2 separate regions of the Cricetulus griseus genome follow, and region 1 is linked to region 2. A link is a contact called in public Hi-C data. All regions are on one chromosome and are shown on one strand. The core of a region is the stretch at or near the end of the contact, and the rest is flanking DNA. Distances in the headings are between cores, read along the strand shown.

What was found. A called contact is a pair of places that touch in the nucleus more often than the background predicts.
Region 1: a Hi-C map of the CHO-K1 cell line shows a contact between it and region 2, with 3 times the contacts expected there. The contact joins the enhancer-like site here to the promoter of Dpf3 in region 2. A contact is called at or near these places in 2 of 8 Hi-C or Micro-C datasets (both in the CHO-K1 cell line).

Annotation. Positions count from the first base shown.
Region 1 is chr5:120,411,993-120,418,419 of CriGri-PICRH-1.0, reverse strand. It overlaps Dpf3 (zinc finger protein DPF3), which reads right to left. Exons shown (of 11, transcript XM_027418438.2): 6 at 5,799-5,877. Among named protein-coding and RNA genes, the nearest start is that of Trnak-uuu, 67 kb to the left of the region's middle. Within about 2 kb of position 2,074, at least 3 of the 6 cell types and tissues checked have open chromatin away from gene starts, as enhancers often do. A contact at or near this core is called in the CHO-K1 cell line, where this site is marked.
Region 2 is chr5:120,234,868-120,240,991 of CriGri-PICRH-1.0, reverse strand. Dpf3 (zinc finger protein DPF3) reads right to left here and starts at 4,084. Exons shown (of 11, transcript XM_027418438.2): 1 at 3,984-4,084. The coding sequence starts at 4,015.

The DNA.
Region 1 (6,427 bases), core at 825-3,324, 180 kb before region 2:
TAGCCCTAGGATTGCTGCCATAGAAACATATCTATTGACATGAAAAGATATTATTGACTTGTACTGGTGAGTGGAAGGCAAGAGGAGAATTGGGGAGGGAGGGAATAAATCCTGGAGAATCCTACAAAAACTGCAGACTGAGTTCCCTTTGAGGACTAAGATGATAACAGATTTATTTTCCCCTTCTTGACTTAACCTACAGCCTCTGCTTTCCCTGCCCGAGTACTATTTCCATAGAAAAAAGTTACTTTCAGAAGTGAAAAGAACCTGTTAGCATCATGGATAAGGAGGTTCTTATGGATGAGAAAGTAATTCCAGAGGACACAGGTGGCCATGGTGACATGCTTAGAGGGAAGAATCGGTAAGGCAAGGACATCCAAGAGTAGGGACACCAGGGCCAAGGAGCAAGGCAGAGAAAACAGAGGGAGGCAAGGTGGAGGGTATGCACCAAACACAAACTTCCCAACCCTGCCTCTGGCCAGCCCTGCAGGGACACTGCCACCTATGTCCAGGATATAATGACATTTACATATTTAAACAGGCCCAGCTTACTGGGGACAAATGCATTCCATCTCTAGTGACCCATCCCTCCCACAGGCTCTGCTCCACAAATCAAGTTTCTGGACCACTGGGCCTCCTCTGCCACCCCTCATACACACATATCCAAGGATCTGCGCGATAACAGCCAGAGACAACTGAGTGATGGGCAAGCCGCTGCACAAGAGCAGCAAGCCTGAAGGCCAAGTTATTGGCTTCTTTTTTTTTTTTTTTTGCCATGGTTTGAAGCACAAAATACATGAGCCTCAGAGAATGCTGGCCTTCATGCCCTCCAAAGGAAATTTTAATAAGACAGAAATAGTCACCTGAATCCCCCTGCTTTAATGAAACCATAGCGATGTATCTGAAGGAAGCTGAGGGGAGAGCAGATTTCCCAGGACCCCTTTGGCTGCCCATCCCACCAGTCACCCAGCCCACAGCTCCTCCCACTCATGGCCTAAACCCCCTGATGTCCCACAATGCACCGCTCCTTTCTGTTCCTGAGACATCTGGTCTGGGAAGACAACCTCACTGTGTGGGGGAAAAGGAGCCCTCAGTGCCAGGGGTGCTGATCAGGGAGGCCCAGAGCTCTGAGAGACACAAGGAGGAAATGTCACTAACAGAATTGAACGGAGACTCACTTCTCCCTCTCCCCTTCTCCCTCTGGAATAAACATGGCAGACAGCAGATGTTCAGGGCAGGCAGAGACCCCAGGCCTTACTCTGACACGGCCCCTACAGACATGGTACCACTGGCTGTTGTGGGAAAGGCTCCCTCCACCCAACCCTGACTCACGGAGCACTTGGTCCTCAAGCTGATGGCACTGTCTTGAGGAAATGTGGACCTTTTACAATACAAGTAGGTCACTGAGGCAGCAGATCTGAAAAGTTATATGTAGGGAGACACTGTAACCACGCCTCCTAAGGGCTGGCTACAGGTGTGCTTGACGACGCCTGTCAAGGGCATGGTCAAGGGGAGGTCAGGATAGGTTCTTAAAGGGCTGCAGACACCTGGGGACCCCTTCTCTCTGGCCTCCCTGCCTTGCTGCCTCTGGGCAAGCTCTGGCTTGTGCTTGGCTGGTGTATCTGAATAAAGAAAACCTATACTGACTGCTGGTCGATCTCTAACAGTTATAGCTTGGTGCTGTTCCACACACACGCACTCTATTTCCTGATCTGCTATGATGTGGACAGGCAGGCTCCTGTGCCCACTGCCACATTCTCGAGACAACATGAACTTTATCATGCCCTGCCTGCCATGATGGACTGACTATACACTTCCAAAGCAGGAGCCGAAGTAAACCCTTACTGCTTCAGAAGCTTCAGTTCAGTATTTTTATCACGGTAAGGAGAAAAAACAAGCAAACAAACGAACTACGTAATAGATACCTCCAACTGGGTTTCTAAGAGAGATCACCCTTGTGGCGTGGACATTAAAAAGTTGCAGGCCAAAGATCCTACTGACAGAGAATTGGTGCTGAGTGGACCTTCTTGATGTGTCAACACCAAGTGTGACTCAGAGGCGAGTCACACTCAGATGTGTCACTAACGTACACTAATGCTCTAGTGTTGTGTAATTTTAATAGATTTCAATTTAAAAGCCGAGGAACCATGCAATCCATTCAATTACAATTGCTACCTGACTGCAGCTTACCAATCTAATCCTAGAAGCCACCCATTAGTAGCACACAGGATCCTGGCTCATAAATAAAGAATGCATGTTTATTAGCTAATTCCTAAGACAATATTTCCCTCAGTTCTTGGGAGAACTCCATGGTAGGAGGACACTCTAAACCAAACCTAGAATAAACCAGACCTAGACTGTAACATTTCTTAAGGAAGTGGGGTTACTGTTGACCAGCTCTGTGACCTGGGGAAGTCCCTTCACCTCTGTGAGCCCTGGGTTTCTTCACAGAAGTGAGGCTTAGCTGTGTCTGTGGCTCAAGCTTACTGTGGGTGGTTATGGAGTCTTTACAAAAGGCCAGACACACTCCTCTGCATGCTATAGGCACACACTAACAAGACTGTTACTGTAAGTCAGAAGAAAATTCCCTGTGTCCTGCAAAAACACAGAGGTTCTCCCAAAATGCCTATCACATAGATACTTCATGTTCCCAGTCAGCACCATCTTCTTCTCTGGCGTGGTCCTGGAACAACAAGAATATGAAAGTAGGCTTCTCCTTAGGACCTGATGACAAGGGTGCTACAGAGCAATTCAGACCTGGAAGCCCCTAGGACAAGGCTGAGCAACTCAGGCAATGACTTTGTACACATACCAGGAGCCCGCACCCAAGGATTCCCTGCATGCCTGTCCCCACTTAACACCCCAGCTAGAACTTGTGATGATGGTACTATTAGGGTTTTATGCTACTGAGTAAATTAAAATCAGGTGTGGTAGCGCTGTGCTTTAGACTGGATGGCTGAACTTTATTATTGCTTAAAGAACTACCAAGGAAAGATTTAAAGGAAGCCAAGCAAAACAGCAAGGCAAGCCAGTAGCCGGCTGCCTAGAGGAGCCAGGGGCCATAAGATTTCTAGGCTTGAGAGCTGGTAAGATGGCTTAGTGGGTAAAAGCTCTACAAGAATAAGGTCCTGAGTTCTGATCCCACCACCCATGTAAAATACTGTGGCAGGATGGGCGTCTATAGCCCCGGCACTGGATGGGGTTGCAAATGGAAGGATTGCTGGGGCTTGCTGGCTGCCAGCCTAGTTCCAGGATCAGAGAGAGACAAACCCTGCCAGAAAGGAATAAAATGGAGTATCTGATGTCCTTCTCTGGTTTCCAGGTGTGCATGCATGTGTGCAGCCATGTGCACATATAACACATACATATGCATCCAAGAGAGAGAGATCCAGGAAGGGACATTAAAAGGGCTGGATGGTCCAGGGCCTTCAGATTGGAATGAGGAGAAACAGCCATTCTCACACATCAACACATGAATCCCCTGAGAGGTGCAGGAACATGTGGGCTCCAGGCAGGCCCCTATAATTCTGATGGAGGAAGTCTGCCCTGAAACACTGGAATCTGCATTTTCATGAGTGTCTAGGTTACGTCTGCACAAGTGGTCCAGATCCATAAACACCAACAGACTCCCCCACAAAGCCCATTTCTGTTTCCTGAGATAAAAAACAGAAAGGGAAGACACAGAACTTCAAGCTTCCGCCTCAGTAAAATTTCAAGATAATTAATAGAGATTGGTTACTTGTTAGGAAAACGAAGTATCCATGTGCACACCAAAAACTGGGTGAAAAACAAAACTACATTTAGATGATTTAATATTTATGAGATGAAATAAATCCAATGGCTGGATGAACGGCAAGAAGTAAACCTCTATCACCTCAAGTTATCCACTAAGACAATATTTCAGCCACCCATTGTGAAAATGAAGCCTGAACCAACAACATCAAAGGACACCAACTGCATCCAAGAACACATACTAGGAAGGGTTAAGCACAACTGCATCTGAAAAAAAAAAAAAGTAGCTATTACCAACCCACACAAATCCAGAGAGAGGTGTTTGGGGTCCAAGGTGACCTAATATTTTCATAAATAACTCCAAAGATGGAGTAGGAATTATGCAAATCAAACCACAGATGATACAAAAATGGCAGGGATTGCAAGTCTGTGGAGAATGGAATTTAACTACTGGGCAATGTCTTTAAATTTTCCTTTATTGAATCTTGTATATTGAAGTCACACATTATTGTATCTGTTTATTGAGATTCGATGGGGCCAAATGCAGAGTGATTTATGGAAAGAAAGATAATCAAATGCCTCAGGAGAAAGAGTCTACACCTGGAGAGACCCTGGTGCCGGACAGATAGGAATTGACTGGGAAGTGGTTAGGTGTGCACAAAGCAGTTTGGGTAGTCTCTGAAAATGGGGGGCTATTCCAAGAGCTGGTGTAGAAATCAAACAAGAAAATGTCTGTTCTCGGAGCTTCTTGGCCTTGATGCTACTTCTGGTAGAAGTGTTTAAATGTAGATCCAGAAGGGAATTCAAAGCAGAATGGCACCGAGATTATGGAGTGAGACAGACCCTAGTCTAACCAAGAATTCAGAGGATGCTAGGGCAAGATGCTGAGTGTGCCTATTGTTAGGGAAGGAGACACAAAAAGCAAAGGGATGTGGAGGAGAGAGTGGTTCCAGATCCCATTAAGGAAAAACAAGCATGGGGAGCACAGCTGGAATGGTGGAGAAAGGGCATCCCTTTCTGTATGGTGTATTAAGCAGCCAAATGAGAGTCAAGGAGTTTGAGTTGTGGCAAAACATTGTCCCACCAGATGTCATCCTCACAGGGCACAGAACATTTTGAAATCAAGAGGCCGGTGAGAGGATAGAGGATCGGTATCACCCCACTATGCTCCTTATGTCCTATCCCCTGGCTTTCTTTGCCTCCACAGAGCTGCAGGACCTGACAAGATGGAGAGGCACCCAGAAGCACCACCACACCAGGACCTGCCTTGTCTAGCTTCCTGCTGTTCTCAGAGCAGCCTGGTCCCAGTGGCCGAGCTCTGCGTTTTTAGATCAGACAAGAGGGGAAAGGAAGACCCTAGGTGTGCGGCACTGTGGCTAGCCTTGCCATGGAGTGAGCAGGAAATGTCCAATAGAATGTCAGATAACAGGGCGAGGCCGTGGAACCTAACCATAGCATACAATACCCTGGCATGTGAGATAGACTAAAGCTAATATCCTCCTGGTGTCTACAGTCCCTCCCTGCGCCCCTCCTTTGGTCTCTACCCTACTTCTAACCTCAGACTCTAACACAGGAGCCAGGCAACCACGCTTTCAATGATGTTTCTGAATCAGGAAAGGAACGGTGGAGATGAATTGAGGGCCATTTATTAAAGCAAGCCATCGTCATAAAAAGATTCATAACCAGTCCTGCCTAGGACAAGGAGAGGGGGAGAGAGAAATGAAATTAGAGGGAAACAAATGGAAAGCGACAGAAACCAGGCACTTTGGTTGGAGAGTTTGGGGTGACACTTTTGTTTGTGATTCTCGACTGGGAAAAGATGTGGAGGATGGATCTTGAAAGAGGCAGAGAACGGGAGAGAATGTAGGAGGAAAGCCGGGAAGGAGACCTGGCATCCTGGAGGGCCGTCTGAGAGGGGGAGTCCCCTGTGGCCACAGCAGTAACAACAGGCGGGAGTGTGGCCACACAGAGATGGAAGCAGCAAAGTCTGGTGCTGCCCAGAGCTGGTGGGCAGCTGCCAAGACAGCACGGGAAGACTGGGCTGACACAGCACACAAGTTACTTACTGTCACACACGTAGGGTTTGTCGTGGTCTTCCTGAGAAGCAGCATCATGTCTCCTCCTGCCACCAGCAGAGCCACGAGCCTGAGGAGACATTGAGTATGAGACACTTGTTATTATGACATCCACTCAGCTCGTGGGCATATGCTCTTTAGGGCCTGAGTGAATCACCTGCATCACAGCCTCTGTTCCCATGCCAACCCTGCTTTACAAGCAAGAAAATGGAGACACAGGGGATTAGGTAACTGTCCCAAATCACTCAGCTACTCGCCTGGCTCGTCCCATTATTTTCATAATAACTCCAAGAAGGAGGTATAACAGTGGTCCCCTTGTATAGGTGAGGGAACAGAAGCAACAGAGAGGTGAAGTAACTTTCCCAATGTCCATTCATCTGCTAAATGCAGAGCCAGAATAGAAATAGGAAGCGTGTCTGAAAACCGATGCCATGGCCTGAATATGAAAATCCCTAGCTAGTGGCATCATTCTGGGGGCTGATGGAAACTTTAGGAGATGGAGCCAAACTGGAAAATGTAGGGAAAGCATGAGGTGAAGTTTTTAAAGGTTTTATTTGTCCTGGGCACCCTTCTTCCTGCCCTTCATTGTTTCCGGGTCACAGTGAGGCAAACTACTTTGT
Region 2 (6,124 bases), core at 2,835-5,334:
TCAAGTCTGGCAGAAGGTGGCAGGCATTCCCAGTTTAAGTGCTTATGGCCAGAGTTTCGAGAAGTCACTGAGAGATTGCTCTGTCTAAAGTGCTGTTGGCAGACATGGGGGAAGGTGATTTACCTAAACTAGAATATTAAGGTTAGAACTTACAAAAAAAGTATTATAAGGAAAGGAGAGATAGCTCAGCAAGTAACCTTGCTTGCTTCCAAGTCTGAGCTGAGTTCAATCCTCACAACTCATAGAAGTAGAAATGACTCCAAAGTTGTCCTCTGACAACACACACATACATACACACACACACACACACACACACACTTGCACTTGTAACAGTACCTCACCAGATCAAAATATACACACATAAAATAGTAATTTTTTAACAGGTTCTCTCTATGTAGCTCTGGATGTCCTGGAACTCACTATGTAGCTAGTCTGGACACGAACTCACTGAGACCTGCCTGCCTCTGGCTTCCAAGTGCTGGAATTAAAGGCATGTGCCACCATGCCCAGCTAAAATAAGTATTTTTTTTAATTTAAGCATTTATTTCCTAAGTATACAGAAATCAACAAGTATACAATAGTAACTCTCACACACACATGCCTTTTTCAAATCCGTCTGTGGCCCTTACCTCTGTATACAGAAATTGAGGATGACTCCAACAATCTGCACTCAGACAATGTAGCTGCTAATTTAAACAGCACACAACACACATTTACACACCACACATGTCCATCCGTGCTTTTGAATTATATTTGTCCAGATGTGACCACTTTGTTGTAGGGCCACCTGCCGAGTCTCCTTTCTGATCTAATCTGTCCAGGCAGCTCCTCTTTCTGCCTCTAACACACCCTGTTGGGCAGTAACAAGAAGTTAAAGGCTACAACGGAGAAGCCAGACTGTCAGCTTCAGAGAGGAAAGGGTGAAAGCAACAAGGGGAGTTGAGGGGAGATTAAAGATAGCCAGGAAGAAAGGCAAACTACCAAGAAAGGCTGTTTTCAGGCGCTTGGAACCCTACAGAAGACACCCCCACCCCCACCCCCACCCCCACCCCCACCCCCACCCTATGCAAAGCAAAGACATTCAAGTTAACCATCCAGTCACCCAGTGAATTGAATTATTGAATGCCCCACATGGGAAAAAAAAAAAAAAAAAAAAAAAAAAAAGGCTAGCAAGATGAAAAGTAACCCATAGTCTAAGAAGGCAGAGCCCTGCACAAGATTGCATGAAAGAAACCTGAGCTGGCTTTTCCCCATACCCTAACTACTGCTACTTATCCCGCAGTCCAAGAGGAAATCTTTGTGTGACCAGTTTCTGTAGGGGGCGTCCGTGGTGTTGCCTTTTTAAGACGAGAGAGACTGCACGCACACGGAGAAAATGCTAATGCGGTTTGGAGCTCCGGTTCATTGTCAGGAGGGGCACACAAGGATAAACACATAAGCTCTCCAAACCATTCTCATTGCTCCTCCTCCCTGCGCCCCCATCCATCCCTTCGGCTTGCTGTGTCGCTGCGCTTTGTTCTAATTTAGCCCATGCATAATTTATTCACGTGTGTTTTGTTTCCTGAACAGCAACTTCTAAAAACAAATGAAATATACAAGATGTTTTATTAAACAAGTTTTTAAAAATAATAATAATAATAATAGAAGCAGATGACGTCGGTCTCCCAGTAACGACGCGTGTGCTCCTGCGTGCGGAGTTTTTAAAATATCCAGGCTGCAAAACCCTTGGCCGTTGGGGTTATTGTTTACACCCTTAGCCCTAGGGGTTGGGGGAGAGGATGGGATGCAAAAGGGGGCGGATAATTACAAAGTGACGGCTTGACTCCTTCCTAGGAAAGGCAGGCAGTGGTGATGTGTGTGAGCTCCCGTGTACGTGTGTGTGCCAAGACGGAGTTACAAATGCATCCCACGGTGTTTCCAATTATTAAGGAGTACACGTGTAATTCAGAACTAATTTCACTACCGAGATTGGCCACCTTCTTGCTGCTCTGTCCCTTCCCCCATTACCCCTACACTCGCAGGCTTCTATGTCAAAAAAAAAAAAAAAAAAAAAGTGAAACGATCTGGGGAACCCTGGAGCGTGGAGCTCCTGCGCGCGCCCGAGCGTAAGCCCGCTCCCGGGCATCAAGGAGACCGCTTTCCCAATAAGGAACCCCATACACATAGTAAATAGAACTCTCAGACTTCAGTTTACCAAGCAGCATCAGCTCGACTACGTGATTTCGGCTGGAAATGAGGAAATTGCAAATCAGCTGTGTGGGTTCTGGAGAAACTCCTGGCATCAGCGGTGTGGCGGCGCGAGTCGGCGAGGACGCGGCGAAGTTACGCCCATTTATTCTGCCATAAAACATTTTCTCTCTTAGGTGAAATGCTGTCGCGAGTGCAAAGTAGCTGAGCTTCCGAGCGAGAACTGGAGCCAGGAACTCGCATCAGGCTCAGCCTCCAGTGTCTTCTTTACCGCATTATCTCGTGGAAACTCCGAGATCTGGGACATCCCTGCCCTATTCCTGGTTGCTAGCTGGTGCAAACGCAGCGGGTTCTCCCTAGGCGTTTCTTGGCACTAGGAATCCCCCCCGCACTGCCTTGCTGCTCTCCAAAGCGAACCGTGTTTTTGACTCCACGGGTTAGGACGCTGTAGCAGGCAGTTAAAAGAGCCAGGGTCGACCACCGCCACAAATTGGGAAGAATTGGCACGAAACACCCACGCGCACCCTCCTACTCCCAGAGGCTTTCACCGGGCGGGGAAGTCCTAGTACAACCGGCACCGACCGGAGCCCACACCGCGCAGCAATTCCCAGGGATCCACCCTCTGCCAACATCCCTGCCAATAGCGCCCCTTGAGAGCCACACTAGTTTTCCGAGGCCACCCGCGGCTCCACGATCGCTCGCGGACTTGGCGGCTTCACATTCACAGTTCACCGACTGGAGGGAAGGGAAGGAAGAAAGGGAAGGAAGGGAAGGAAGGAAGGGAAGGGAGGAAGGAGGGAGGAAGGAAGGAAGGAAGGAAGGAAGGAAGGAAGGAAGGAAGGAAGGAAGGCAGGCAGGCAGGCAGGCAGCTCCGACCGGGGACCGGCCCCCGCGAATCCTCGCGCAGCCCGCCCCCCTCTGTCCGCTCAAAGTCTCCCGGAGGCACCTGCCCCTCGTTGTCGCCAGAGCCCCGAACCGCCTCCGCCTACCTCGGCTTTTCACCCAAAGCAGGCAAACACACCATTCATAAGACCTGCAGCTTCCCTGCCTCCACATCAACCCCCAAGTTAATCCAGGTCGTTAATTTACTACCGCCAGTTCGCCCACAAATACGCAGACACACCGGTGACCGCCCGGAGCGCCTCCCTGATCCCCCGGCTGCTCGAGTGGAAAAGCCCGGGGCTAGCACCTGGGCCCCAGGACTCCCGAGACCCGCCGCTCCGCGCGCTGTCCTCCCAACTCCGGAAGGTTTGCACAAACTCCCTGCGAGAGCTCGGAAGGCAGAGCGAACGCCCAGCAAACTCCGCAGCTGCAGCGGTTGATCAGCCCGCCCGGGCGGACCGACGAGCCGCGGAGCTGGGAAGCCTCGGGCTTGAAGCTCAGGGCTCAGCGGAGCGCACGACGCGGCCCCTGCCCCGCGCTCCGACCGGGCTCGGCCAGCCCCGCGAGGTGCCGGGAGAGGCAGAGGACTCCGGGGACCGTGCAGCCCGAGCTGCTCTAGACCCCCGCAGCTCCGGAGCCGCCGCCGCCGCTCCGGGCTCCCTCCCGGTCCGGGTCAGTCAATTAAGCAGAACACAGATGTAACAATTTTCTTTTTGTTAATTGCATCTCCTGACATTTCTGCGCGCTGGGAGGAAAAAAAAAAAAAAAAGATGAAGAAGTAAGAGCAGAAGAAAAGAGGAGCCCGGGCGCAGCGGGAGGCGTCTGCAAGAGCCGGGCGCCGGCTGCGCTCCGCAAGGCGCCTTTTTTTCATATTGAAACCACGCGGAATATGTACATTTTTTAGTCTTACTTACGCTTTCAGGGGGTTGTGAATGACAGTCGCCATTTTGCTACAATGTAACAGAATATTGTCTGTCTCAGAGTTCTAAAGGTTCGCTCAGGGGAAGCGGCAGGCCAATCAGAGCACGGGATACCGGCCTGCAGGCCAATCGCCGCGGCTGGTCGCCAGGTAGGCGGGGCCTACGTGGTGGTAGTTATTAGGGGAGCTGTCAAAGCCCAGAGGTCACTCCCTTTTGTAGAGCCCGAGAGCGAGCAGGTCTTAAAGGGGCAGTACAGTGTTAGTAGCGCCCTTGCTGATTGGGGCTAGTGGACACACATGGGAGAGAATTCTCTCTTAGTTTGAGCCCCTACTTTACTAAATAACTGCAGAGAGTTTGCGCTCCTGAGCAGGAATATTTACATAGGGCCATCAAAACCATTAAATCCCATTCATTAGCTTTGGACTTCATATATCACCGTCTTTACCTCCCCACCCCACCCCCGCTCCGGGTACACCTCCCGTATTTCAGTGCAAAAGTTGGAAGGCTGCAATTCCCTGCAAGAAATTGCTACTCGTGTTTCACCGATTGTTAATAATGCTGTAGGTTCTGAGGCTGTTGAATATTCTTGTCCCCGAAGTGTTTTCTTTATCTCAGCCACCTTCCCCTGTCGGTTTCTGGGAACTGGCTAGTCCAGGACAGCAACTCCCTTCCCCCTGGAATGTCTCAGCGTCAGGCTCGCCCTCTGCTGCTGCTACGGTTTTTTGTTACGTAATTCAGGGGTGGTCACTCTGCGCTGTCCCCTACGACCACACCGTTCTCCGCTGTCAGCGATTCACAATGATCTGACACGGGCCAGCTGGAGAGCAAAGGGAGACCTGGCGCTCTTTTGGCAAAAGGATAGGGAAGATTTGAGGCAACTTTAGCAAACGCAGCTAAGGAAGCAAAATTGTTAGAGCCTGAGGTGGGTGTTGCTGGAGTTCCCTCGGGGAACGGCGCTGCGGATACCGGCGTCACCTTTCTGGACTAATATAGGACGCAAAAAGAATTCTCAAGCCAATGTTGCGACGTGACTCGAGGCTTCCCGAGTCTGTTGCTGCTCAGAATCTGGCGAACACTTGAAGAAACTGAGAGACTTCTGCGAACTCAGGCTTCCACGGAGAACAGGGAGGGAGGCTCAGAGTGAGCGAAAGCACTTAGAGGCGTCGTTAGCATGTAGAAGCCTGGCTACCGACCCATAGCTGTTTAATACGGCCAAATGGATGGCGAGGCGGGGGGGGGGGGGCGAAAAGAAAAAAAAATGAGAGATGCTGAACTGCTGGTTCATAATTCCACCTGCTTTTTCCTTTTACTGCCCTCAATGAATAAAGTAAAATACAACTACAAAGCAGTCCAGAACTTTCAGATTCCAACTCCATTCACTATTAGAGTTACAGATAAGCCCAGCAAAGCTGAGTGAGTACGTGTGTGTGCAGACTGGAAATATTTAACTCTTTGTTTGCCTAGTAGGGTGTTGTTTTCCCCCACCCCCTTCTCTCATTACAGGGTCTCCTGTATCGAAAGCTGGTTTTGATGAACTACATAGAGAGAGCCAGGCATGATGGCGCTTCCTTGAAGTTCATAACCAGCCTGGACTACATAAGGAAACCCAGTCTCAAGGCTCTGCCCCCAAAAAAATAGCATTGCCTTGTTTTTTGTGCTTGATGGAATGTCATTTTAACTGTCAATACAAGTCTGACTTTATAGTCCTCAAGTCTGACTTTAGAGTCCTTTTTTTTATTTTTATTATTTATTTATTTATTTATTTTGACACAGGGTTTCTCTCTGTAGCCTTAGCTGTCCTGAAACTCTGGAGACAATGCTGGCCTCAAACTCAGAGATCTGCCTGCCTCTGCCTGGTTAGCACTGGGATTAAAAGCATGTACCACCACTGCCTGGTTATAGTCACTTTTTTTACTTGTGAGAAATAAAAGATATGTTACTAACTTTGGTTTTTGTATCATAGATAAAAAAAGACACAGATTTGGGCCAGAACCTTCAGAAACAAGGGACTTGGAGTGAACACGCTTAAAAAAAACTTGACCAGAATTAAAGTCTAGTCTTTAGCTGTGCTGTACAGTAGTAATATAGGCTGTGAAATCCACCTGTCTGCCCATCACTTGTCAGCTGGTGGCATA